4 separate regions of the Mus musculus genome follow, and regions 1, 2 and 4 are each linked to region 3. A link is a contact called in public capture Hi-C and promoter capture Hi-C data. All regions are on one chromosome and are shown on one strand. Each heading gives the region's core, a stretch centred on a gene start, on an enhancer-like site or on the middle of the called end of the contact. The rest is flanking DNA. Distances are from core to core; before and after follow the strand shown. Region 1 holds the start of Acbd7 (acyl-Coenzyme A binding domain containing 7). Region 2 holds the start of Cdc123 (cell division cycle 123). Region 3 holds the start of Prpf18 (pre-mRNA processing factor 18). Region 4 holds the start of Nmt2 (N-myristoyltransferase 2).

Region 1 (2,700 bases), core at 185-2,684, 1.3 Mb before region 3:
TATATATATATATATACACACACACACCAAACCAAATGGTCAATTTACTTTTCAATTATAGCTCTTATTTTACATCAATTCAGTTTTTAATTTTTATTTTATTATTTTTATTTTATTATTTTTATTTTATTATTTATTTATTTATTTTATTTTTATTTACATCAATTTATGTTTATGATTATGTTTAATCAGTTTATGTTCAGGTTTTTTTTTTTAACAAATATATGCTTCCCATAGTTCCCTAAATTACTATGCATTTGGTAGTCTATATATACACTAAATGGTCAATTTACTTTTCAATGATAGCTTTTATTTTACATTGTAAATAAGTTATGTTTGTGAATAAACAGTTTATAAATGTACCATTTATGATCATAGTTAATTTTATAAATATCTCAAAATATTTTAATAACTTAGAAGGTTTATGAAAGTATTCTTTTTGTCTTAATTCTTGAACTGCTGGATTTAAAGGATACAACAATATAACATTAGCTTAAGAGTCTGAGTCAGAAATCGTAGCATTAGAGCTGACAATACAGTCTGTCAACAAAATGTTCAAGAATTGAACACTAGATTCTTCTTGCTTGCATGGAATTCTGAGCTTTGCCCAGCATTGTATGCTATTGTGGTTTTGTGGAGTCTACAAACATACTGTTAATAACGATTATTTTTAGTTTTTTAATTAGTGTATAGTAATTGTCCAAAATATCCACTTCATTATGGCCTTTCCTGCATGTCTACAATCAGTCCAACATTTAAAAGTCACTTAACTGGGAATGGACTTTAGTAACGAGATACCAAGTCAAAGCACAGGCTTCGAGTCTGTGCCATTGGAGTGTCTATAGCCACATCTGTGTCCAGGGCAGCAATATGAATGGGAGGTGTCTTGAGCACTCGGGCCACCCCAGGCAACAGTGGGTAGCAGTGCCACCCTTCCATAGATCAGATCAGTAAGGAGAAAAGGCGCCTGGTAAGGTTCAGAACATTTGTGTATAGTCATGTAAGCACAAAACCAACACCATGTCTCGAATTCCCGAGAGACGCTATCGGCCATCCCTGAGGTCAGGTGACAGGTGTTATGTGTATTCTCTCTGGGTTAAGGAACAACTCTGAAGAACTTCAGCACATACAGTGCTATAGTTAACACCGCTACACCCAGAGGTAGAATGGAGAGGCAAGGAAAAGGGAAGGAAACAGCCACAGTCTCAACTGAGGAGAGGCAGCGGAGGCATGCGTGCACCTGCAAGTTCGCCTTAGTAAAAGAAGAGAGAGGAGATTAAATGAGCTCCGAGACACTGGGCTGAGTTACCTCCCAGACACTCCCTCCCGCTCCTGTGGCCAATTAGTCCTCCATGCCCAGAGAGCAACCAATAGGAGAGACCGGAGGAGGAGCACTGCTCTTTAAGCAGCGGAGCCCGCTCCCCGGGGACTCTCACTCTGAGCTGGGAGAGTCACAGCATTCCGTGTCTCATCATTATGTCCTTGCAGGTAAGCCAGATCTGGGAAGGCCATGCCAAAGCAATTATCCGAAGCGCTCTGATGGGGCGAGAGGAGGTGTGGTAGCCCTGGGACAGGACAGGGGCAGGTAACCCCCAGGAGCCTTCTGCTGCTGCGACCCTGCAGTGACTCCCACACCTGCCTAAGCAGTGTGGGGCAGTATATTTCACAATATATTGTACTTCACCATCTGTTGACAAGGACCCAGGATCTCTATAGCAACCTGTTTGGCCCTCTGGGAAAATTACCCAGATCTGAAGAATTGACAAGCTCCTGGGGGCGGGGGCTTCTTCACCTCTCTCTCTTAACAACTCCAGGAAGCAAGTGACATCCATTGGGGTCTCCACATCCCCTTGCTCTTGGGGACCTCGGGAGATTTTCATAGATGTGTTTTGTTGAATAACAGGGCTAGATTATAAAGCTCTGACTTTACTGTTTTATTGATAAGAGTGAAAAGAGAATAAATAGGAATTAAAAACCAGGAAGCCCTTTTCTCAGATAAACACATATAGGTTGCTTTTATATATAAATGCCCTCTTTCTATGTGTGTATAATGAAAGGTGTGCGCGCGCACGAGTTCTATCTGCTGGCAAGCCTGGAGATCAGAACCTTCAGAATGCACATGGTAGAGAGAGAGAAGTGTCCCTTGCAATTGTTCCCTGACCTCCAAATGCATGCCATGGTACATGTGCACCCGCATATATGCCGTAATAAACATAGAGCAAATAAAAGAGGAGAGAGGCAGTTAAATGAGCTACCTCCATGGGCAGCATTTAAAGCAGCATTGGAGAAGGGAATCTTTAGGATTTAAAAGTTAAAGAATATCACGAAGGGACAATGAGCTAAGGCATATGAATGCCACCCTGACAATAGGGCAGCATTGAAGGCTAGCCTTAGTTCAATAATTAAAATTGATACAGGGTGTGGGTTTCTATTACTATCAGTGTTGAATGTATTAAATCTATTATTGCTGTAATGAAAATGTTCTTTCATTTCGATAAAATAAGATTCTAGTTTTAAAAAATATATACTTGCTAGATATCAGCATCAGTATGATCAAAGAAAACTGGAATTGCAGTCACTGAAAGTTTAAGTCACTTTGTTTATGCTTAAAGAATAAATTGTTACAAATGAAAAGTTCTTAAAACATATGTGTATTATTTCAATTTGAAATTCTTACCAATGTAGTAATATAACAAAACA
Region 2 (2,700 bases), core at 157-2,656, 1.2 Mb after region 3:
AAAATTCACTTTAATGAGGCTTTATTAAATCCAAAAGGTAACAGGCAACATTTTTCATGTGTTTACTATGTGCTACAAAAGAGTGGCAACATTTTAAGTATTTTTTTTCTTTTGCAATTCTCATGACAATCCTATTATGTTTCTAAGTTTTCAAATGTGGTTTAGAGAGATTAAGTAATTTGCTGAAGATGCTGATAGAACCAGAATTCAAAGCCAGACAGAGGGTTCTGACTCTACAATCTAATTCTTGGGGGCAGGATTTTGTTTTTTGTGGTTTTGTTTTGTTTTGTTTTTGGATGCACCAATTCACCGTGGGCATTCTGCAAACCTGGACAGATTCCTTGTTCCAGGCCAGAGAACTAGAGAATAGGATCCCACCTTCTCAGCCAGGCGGTGGTGGCTCACGCCTTTAATCCCAGCACTTGGGAGGCAGAGGCAGGTGGATTTCTGAGTTCGAGGCCAGCCTGGTCTACAAAGTGAGTTCCAGGACAGCAAGGGCTACACAGAGAAACCCTGTCTCAAAAATCAAAAAAAAAAAAAAAAAAAAAAAAAAAACCCAAAACCAAAAACCAAACGATCCCACTTTCTCTCCAGATGGGTTGCTTCTTCTCAGAACACTGGATCGTCAGTAGCAATGCAACCTATACACACTACCAAACTGGAGCTTCATCCAGACTTGGAGGTACCGTCTGTATCACTGTTCTCATTGTACAATGATGGAACGCAACTCTCACCAGAGGGGGTTGTCGGTCAGCAGCAGGCAAAGTCTCCAGTTTTGTTTTGTTTATTGCCTTGCGCTTCTGACAATTCCCAAAGTATCTATTTCAATCTACCCTACCGAGGACCCCCACCGCCTCCCTACCTCCCTCGACTCGCTCTTTGATTCCGAACAGGACGCACGGCAAACACTGATCTACTTGTTAATCTTGCTCCGTCAAAGCCAATAGAAAATCCGCAGCTCGACACAGTCGCTCCCACTGAGTAGAAGGCCTGCGGATTTTGTTTAGTTTTCTGAAGGGATGGGATTTACCCAAACCCCCCGGTTTGACTCCGGGATAGGTTACCTCTTGATGGTAAGGCTTCGGAAAAGTGGGTACCACGCGGAGAACTGACAGTGACTAACATGCTCCTTCTTCATTCTCCAGCTGCCGCGTCAATAGCCGCCTTTCCCTCTCCCGCCAGCCCTCTCCCGGAACCCTGCGCAGCACTTCCGGAAGTGCCGACCGAGCCGTCTTAAAGAAAGGACTCTTCCGGTCCGTAAAAGTCCGCTGGCGCTAGACTCTAGAGCCATGGTAGACTGTATGCTTAGCGTGCCCACACAGACGCGCAAGACACACAGAGATCTGAGTCCGCAGAGAAGAGGCACGAAAGCGTAGATTTTTAGGAAGCTTACATCTCCGCTTTCGTCTGTATGCACCTCGACCCGGAAGGTAATCATCTGAAGCTAGCTGAGCTTCTACGGGTGCCTGGAGGAGGACGTGTGCACATCCTCCTTGCACCACGAGAGGCGCCGGTGTCTCTAGCGGTGGCGCCTGATTCTACGGAGACTGCAGCTTCTGCCTGATCCTTTTTCCTTTCCTCCTCAATCCCTTCCACATCCCACAGTTTAGTGTAGGTAAGTGGGCGCGAGCCAACCTCGGTACTAAGTGTCCTTGGAGAGGGGAAGGGAAAAAAGGGCGCGAGCACAACCGATGGTGCCCAGAGTACAGCCCGCCGCGCGCGCGTGTCTCCGCGTCTGCGCCTGAGCGCGAGACGAGAACCCGGGATCCAGGCGGACCAGCCTGGGCTACGAGAGGAACCTGGGAACAGCACAGTAAATGTTGGAACACATCAGTTGAGGCATCTACAAGAAGGATGGCCCCTTCTCATTCCGGAAAGTAGATTTTAGAGACACAGGGAAGAAGTCCCGCATGCACGATTCTGGGGAGGAGGGTGGTATTTTACGATCCTGAAGATGAAAGAAGCGATGTTCGTCTGAGAAATCAAGAAAAAGGGGAAAGTTGTGTCTTTTAAGCTTAAAGTTTAGTCCAATTCCGAAAAAGTTACCAGTGTGGAAAAAGCACATATTTTTATCAATGTCTCTGCAATGATGAAATCGTAAAAGGTTGGAAGAGTTTGTATACGACAACTTGTGATATCATTTTTCTCCCTACTCCTTTTTCCATCTATCATCCTACAAAGTTCAGTTTCTTTTTAAAAAAAAAAAAAAAAAAGGAAAAAAATCACCAGCTGCAAGAGACAGGCCTTTCAAACCCTCTGGTGCTTCCTGTAATGTAGAAGCCTTGGGCATGTTCCAAGCACGTATTTGTCCAGAAGCACCACATTTCTGATACTCACCCTCACAGAAAAATAAATTGCATTTTCCACAGCGCATCTAAGCAGTTTAAATTAGAGAGAGAGGAAAAACCCCAGCCACTGTTGACCTCTTTAGAAAGGTATTTGTTAGAACTGATGAACAGAATCCTCTGTATTTTGAATTAGAATTCGTGCTCGCGCGTGCACACACACACAGGAGAGGTATACATTGTTTGAAATGTTACAGGTAAAGTGGTTGGAAGCATTGCTTAAAGAATACCTTCCAAAATCAAGATCAATGGTTTATAATGTTGCAGTGTATAATGATGTGTTGTGGATAGCAGAGCTTCTTATTTAAGAATGGTGGTATCCAGAATTAATCAATCCTGGGTTTTGTTGCTTGTT
Region 3 (2,700 bases), core at 151-2,650:
CAGAGCTTTTATTCCTCAAAAGGCACTATTATTGATATCCAGAAAACATACTTATCAAAGAAGATGGTGGGATACATAAAGGAGTCCAGAGAATTAATAACGAACGTAATTTAAAGTATGGAGAATAACTAACCTAATTTAAAGTCCGGAGAACTAATAACTAGCCTAATTTAAGTTTGCAAGCAGTTTTAACACTTCACAAAAAAATATGTAAGTATCTAAAAAAAAAAAAGTCACACATGAATTACTTAAATTATCAAGAAGATGAGATTTAGAACCATACAGAAACCTCTCCACCAAAAAGACAGGCAACATAAACCGCGGGCAACAGTGCAGACTAGCCAGCCTCTGACATAGCTCATAGATGTGCAACATTTTGAATGACTTAGGCATGCATGTACTCTGTAACCCTGCGGTTCCAAAGGGATAGGGCTCAGAATCTGCTCAACCAATTCTGAGAAACAGCTCAAACACTCATCCCTAGGAGAATGGGTAACCAGATCTACTCAGACAACAGAATACAATTTCAGAAAATTAATACATACATACATACACACACACACACACACACACACATACATACACACACACAGCAAAGTAATACCCCGAACATTCTAATCAAACGAAGCTCCATATGAAAATGTACATCCTATTGATGTGACATTCTAGAGCAGGCAAAACTGAGGTATAAATAAGTTGCTTCGGTGGGTAATCCACGCAGGGACTGGAAAGTGGACATTGCTATTTTATCTCCTCATGGAGAATGGGTTACACAGGTGTTTGCACTTGTCAAAAGTCACTGACTAATAAACAAGATTTTTACACACACGCACACAAAGAGGAACAAACTCTGCACTCTATGGCGTGTGCCAGATCGCTTAGGAATAAAGCCGACTAACTCTGCAACATGCTTTGGAATTGACAATGACTAGTATGCTGTTTTATCACTCTGCCTGCGGCGGATACTGGTTAGGACAGCAAGCGCCGCCGAAGTGAGCCAGACTAGGCTTGACATCCATACTCTGCCCCTTGCTAAGCCCTGGGCCAGCAGCTTGCCCGGGACAGTGGCGGATCTGTCAGCCCCGTGCCCGCCCCAGACCCTCTCAGGACCATCACCCTCCCGCCAACACCGCAAGCACAGTCCACCACCCTCAAGCCCGAACCACAGCTCCGGGACTCACCACCAGCAGGTTCCTGTCCTCCACCAGCTGCCGCTTCCGCAGAATCTCGGATTTCAGGATGTCCATCTCGCTCCCAGGGTCTAAGTGTCTTCACTTTGACTCCCCAGCTCCTCGGCGGTAACCTCACCCGCCAGGGGAGGGGGAAGAGGACAAACCACGAAGCAACCAGAGCCCAATTATCGGAAAACAACAACTGCCGGAGCCGCTTCCGGCGGAAATCAGGATGAACGAAAGGAAGGTAGGGAGCGCCCCTCGGCGCGAACGCGGCCAAAACCGCTGAGTATTGTTGCCCCCTAGCGGAACCCTCCAGATACACACTTGTGATTTCAGTAACAGGTAGAAAAGAACAAAAGGCCGGGCAAAGGTAGCACAGGCCTTTAATCCCAGCACTTGGGAGGCAGAGGCAGGCAGATTTCTGAGTTGTCTCAAAAAAAAAAAAAAAACAACTGTTTGTCTCTTTAAATGGTTATTGTGCCCGATTGAACCAGCTTGTATACTCCTAAAGTTTGCTTCATAGTTCCTCAATTTACTTATTTGCCAAGAGTGCTAACATACTAGAGAATGAGAAATACATAAATAATACAAGTTTTAAAATGGCAGTGTTTATTAATTGCCTATTCAACACCCTGTAAATTTATTGTGTTTTCTGGTTATGCAATCAGCAATGAAGATTTTCAATGATGATTGGGAATATAATCATTCTTTCTTATAACCTAGCCCAAGAAAAAATATGTTGAAATTCTACTTTGATTTGTTTTTATTTTTATTGTGATTCAGGCACTCACTGTGTTGCCTGGGCAGGTCTCAAACTCTTGCTATCAAAGTAATCCTCCTGCCCCAACCGCAGAGTGGACCTCCATACTTGGCAGAGTTTTGGTTTTGTTTTGTTTTTTTTAATCTTAGAACCATTTATAACATATCTATTCTTGGTTCCATGCCATGAAAGCATCTTTGTTTTTAGTTGTCATAATTCAACAATATTTTATGTTACATTTTTCTATTCTAGAAGTAGTGAAATAACATTCAATTCAAACTCAAGTGTAGGTAAGATGGTTTATCAAAATAAAAACTGAAAGGATTGCTCATTAGAAAGTTTTATACTGGGGCTGGTGAGATGGCTCAGCGGTTAAGAGCACTGACTGCTCTTCTAAAGGTCCTGAGTTCAAATCCCAGCAACCACATGGTGGCTCACAACCATCTGTAATGAGATCTGATGCCCTCTTCTGGGGTGTCTGAAGACAACTACAGTGTACTTACATATAATAAATAAACAAATTTAAAAAAGAAAAGAAAGTTTTATACTGTGTGTGTGTGTCTGTGTGTGAAATAGGATATTTCATCTAAAAGATATCTGAGGACCAAAAAGATGGCTGAACAGCTAAAAATAGTTGCTGCCAAGACTGATGACCTGAGTGCAGTCCCTGGGAACCCACATGGTGGAAAGAAAAAGTAGATTCTCAAAGTCATCCTCTAACCACAACCACACCACCACATACACACACGTATACACACGCACGTT
Region 4 (2,700 bases), core at 68-2,567, 1.4 Mb before region 3:
CCTTTGCCTTATCTGGTACACCCAGGAGATTCTCTTTCCTCTATCCCCCAGTCCTTTATTTTCCCTGAGAGGAGTCTGTTGTTGCTCAAGATGTCCTTGAACTCTGTATGCAGTGGATGCTGGCCTCAAAGAACTCCTCATTTTGACCTCCGGGACTTTTTACATCCAGGACTGCTGGGATAACAGGCATGGGCCACCATGCTTGGCTTTCTTCCTCTCCTGTTTCCTGATGGAGGACGATTTCAACACTGCCCATACAGGTTTCCTTGGTGGTCTAGGTCATGACCTTCACTTAGGAGAGAGCCGACAGACTTGCCTAAAACGACCCAATCCCCCTAATCTGGGTGTCTTCATGTTTCACAAAATGTTCATTCTGTTCTCAGCCGAACCCATCTAGACAAAAACATGCAAGCAAAAGAAAAAAACCAACCAAACAAACAAAAACCCCAGTCAACCAAACAAAAACCAACTCCAGTCATTTTCTGTTGAGGACTCTGAGGCTGCTTGCAGCGGGGAGGTGGGGAGGGCGGAGCTTTGGCTCGATAAGCATTAGATACTAAAATGTGAAATGGAAAATTTTGAAGAACATGTGGAAGAGGAGGCAGGGAGAGCTTTAGGGAATCGCAGGCCTGAGTGAAAAAAAAAATCCCTGCAGAAGTCGAGAGCGCTGAGGCACACAGACATATAGAATCTGTAGGCAGTGGTCGCAAAGGCTGCCGCGCAGCCCTGCAATCCAGCCTGCAGTGACCAGGTCTAGCCTTGGAGCCACAAACGCATCCTCATTCAGGCCACGCCCCAAGCCCAAAAGCCTCGGCCTCCGGCTCCCGCTCCGGCTCCACCATTCCCCCACCGCCCCACCTCACAGCTTTAGACTGAGGAAGGGCCGGCCTCGTGCTTTCGCCCTTCTGCTGGCTGAGGTGGGCGGGGCCGTGCCCGCTGAGGAGGCCCGAGCGGGCGAGCGAGGTGGGCGGGGCAGTGCTGGCGGAGTGGAGCCGAAGCGGAAGGCGAGGTGGGCGGAGCCTCGCTAGCCCAGGCGGAAACGGGACCACGAGAGGAGCCGGTCTTCACCCGCTAAAATAGGCGGAAGTGGGAAGGCGAGGTAGGCGGGGCCTCGACTGCCTAAGTGGGAGAACTGATGAAGTGGGCGGGTGTAGGCACGCAATGTGGGCGGGGCCCGCCCTGACTGAGGCGGGCGGGACTGCATAGACAGGCGGGAGCCTCAAGGGAGTGGGCGGGGCCGGGCCGGCTGTGATGGGCGTGACCGGGGGGTGGGCGGGGCCGCAGACTCGAGACTCGGTGCCCGAGGGTGGGCGGCACTAGAGGGAGCTGCGGCCGCGCCCGCCCTGTCGCGCCTTGCTTGCTGCTCGGAGCGCCGCCTCCCCAGCCGTTCGGAGCCGCCGCGATGGCGGAGGACAGCGAGTCTGCGGCCAGCCAGCAGAGCCTAGAGCTGGACGACCAGGACACGTGCGGAATAGACGGAGACAATGAGGAGGAGACCGAACACGCCAAAGGGTAGGAGGTGGCGCGCGGGCGCGACAGGGCGGGGACCGCGCGCACCTCAGGGCTCCCGCGCCCGCTCGTGGCGTGCGGGAGCCCCTAGACCGGAGGCTCCGTTTGGCGGTGTCCTCATCCCGAGACCATTGTGAGGTGCAGGTCTCCCAGCTCTCGGGGAGCACGCAGTGGTGGGCGAGGGCTGAGGTGGGCGGGGAGACTGCGACTCGGGCCCGGGAACCCGCGACGCGACAGTCACCTGCCGCGCGCCCCCGCTGGCTTGGCCTCACCCTACCACGGCGAGTGGTTCGGGTGGGAACTTAGCAAGGACGCAAGGCCCTTCCCTTTGCGGTGGCGGCGTCTTGGACCGGCGAGGCGAGGGAGATGCAAGTCGTTCCACTTGTGCCTTGGCATCCTTCTAGTTCTTTCGCGCCCCCCCCCCCCAGCCGCCACTAACCCCCTGTAGAGAGGAAACCCGCAGAGCCGGCGGTGGGGGTGGGATAGGGATGCGCCTCTGGCGGTCTCGGCTGCTGGCGACGAACTGCGCAAAGTTCTGCCTCCCAGGCCGGGAAAGGGGCGCCGAGACCGGGAGAGGGGGAGGGAGACAGGTCTCAGCCGACGCCTGAGGGCGTTCAGCTTTGCGGCCTCTGAGCGTGCCCTCAGAGCTTTCTAGAGCAGAGCTGACGGGTGAACGGAGTTCCCGCGGCCCCGACCTTGCCCCTCCTGCAAAACTGGTGTCTGATCTCCAAAGCCAAATGCACCAAGTACTTTAACATTTGATCGGTTTCTCAATCTATGCTGCCCTCTTTTCTCCCCTACAGACTTGATTTTTTTTTCTTCGAGAAAAGACTGCTTCTGGTTAAGGCTGGTATTGAAGTTCTGTTTTAGAGGCGGGGTTTGGAGGATCATTTTAAATAAAGACCGGTGTCCCTTTGTAGGTGCTGTTTGCCTCAGCCTTTTACCCTGTTGGATTCAAACTATGCGCTGGCACAGACTGTTACTGCTGCCCCTTAGAAGTGAGATTCTGCGAACCATGGTGACTGGAGAAGTGGGTCAGCCTAAAAACACGATAGGGAAGCCTGAGTCACAGATGGCTTATTTATTCAGTTCATGGAGAGTCTTTAAAGTATTTGTATTTTATTTCAACGTTTACTTTAAGCTTTAAGAAAGGAGGCTGTATTGATCTTGAATACGTTATCAGATATTAAA

The links. Promoter capture Hi-C pulls out the DNA fragments that hold promoters and counts their contacts. Capture Hi-C pulls out chosen DNA fragments and counts their contacts.
Region 1: a contact with region 3 is called in a capture Hi-C map of embryonic stem cells, with 9 times the contacts expected there. The contact joins the promoter of Acbd7 here to the promoter of Prpf18 in region 3. A contact is called at or near these places in 2 of 39 promoter capture datasets (hippocampal neurons and pre-B cells), 1 of 484 Hi-C or Micro-C datasets (CD4 T cells), 4 of 115 datasets of contacts at active chromatin or transcription factors (astrocytes, large pre-B cells, pro-B cells and 1 more) and 3 of 9 other capture datasets (adipose tissue, embryonic stem cells and liver).
Region 2: a contact with region 3 is called in a promoter capture Hi-C map of adipose tissue, with 2.3 times the contacts expected there. The contact joins the promoter of Cdc123 here to the promoter of Prpf18 in region 3. A contact is called at or near these places in 1 of 484 Hi-C or Micro-C datasets (CD4 T cells) and 1 of 9 other capture datasets (adipose tissue).
Region 4: a promoter capture Hi-C map of pre-B cells shows a contact between it and region 3. The contact joins the promoter of Nmt2 here to the promoter of Prpf18 in region 3. A contact is called at or near these places in 3 of 39 promoter capture datasets (the C10 cell line, cranial neural crest and pre-B cells), 2 of 484 Hi-C or Micro-C datasets (CD4 T cells and regulatory T cells), 1 of 115 datasets of contacts at active chromatin or transcription factors (large pre-B cells) and 1 of 9 other capture datasets (liver).

Annotation. Positions count from the first base shown.
Region 1 is chr2:3,334,734-3,337,433 of GRCm38.p6, forward strand. Acbd7 (acyl-Coenzyme A binding domain containing 7) reads left to right here and starts at 1,435. Exons shown (of 4, transcript NM_030063.2): 1 at 1,435-1,488. The coding sequence starts at 1,477.
Region 2 is chr2:5,843,771-5,846,470 of GRCm38.p6, forward strand. It overlaps Cdc123 (cell division cycle 123), which reads right to left and starts at 1,407. Exons shown (of 13, transcript NM_133837.5): 1 at 1,065-1,407. The coding sequence starts at 1,138. Nudt5 (nudix (nucleoside diphosphate linked moiety X)-type motif 5) reads left to right here and starts at 1,264. Exons shown (of 10, transcript NM_016918.3): 1 at 1,264-1,615.
Region 3 is chr2:4,650,735-4,653,434 of GRCm38.p6, forward strand. It overlaps Prpf18 (pre-mRNA processing factor 18), which reads right to left and starts at 1,401. Exons shown (of 10, transcript NM_026045.4): 1 at 1,182-1,401. The coding sequence starts at 1,247.
Region 4 is chr2:3,282,895-3,285,594 of GRCm38.p6, forward strand. Nmt2 (N-myristoyltransferase 2) reads left to right here and starts at 1,318. Exons shown (of 14, transcript NM_008708.2): 1 at 1,318-1,512. The coding sequence starts at 1,403.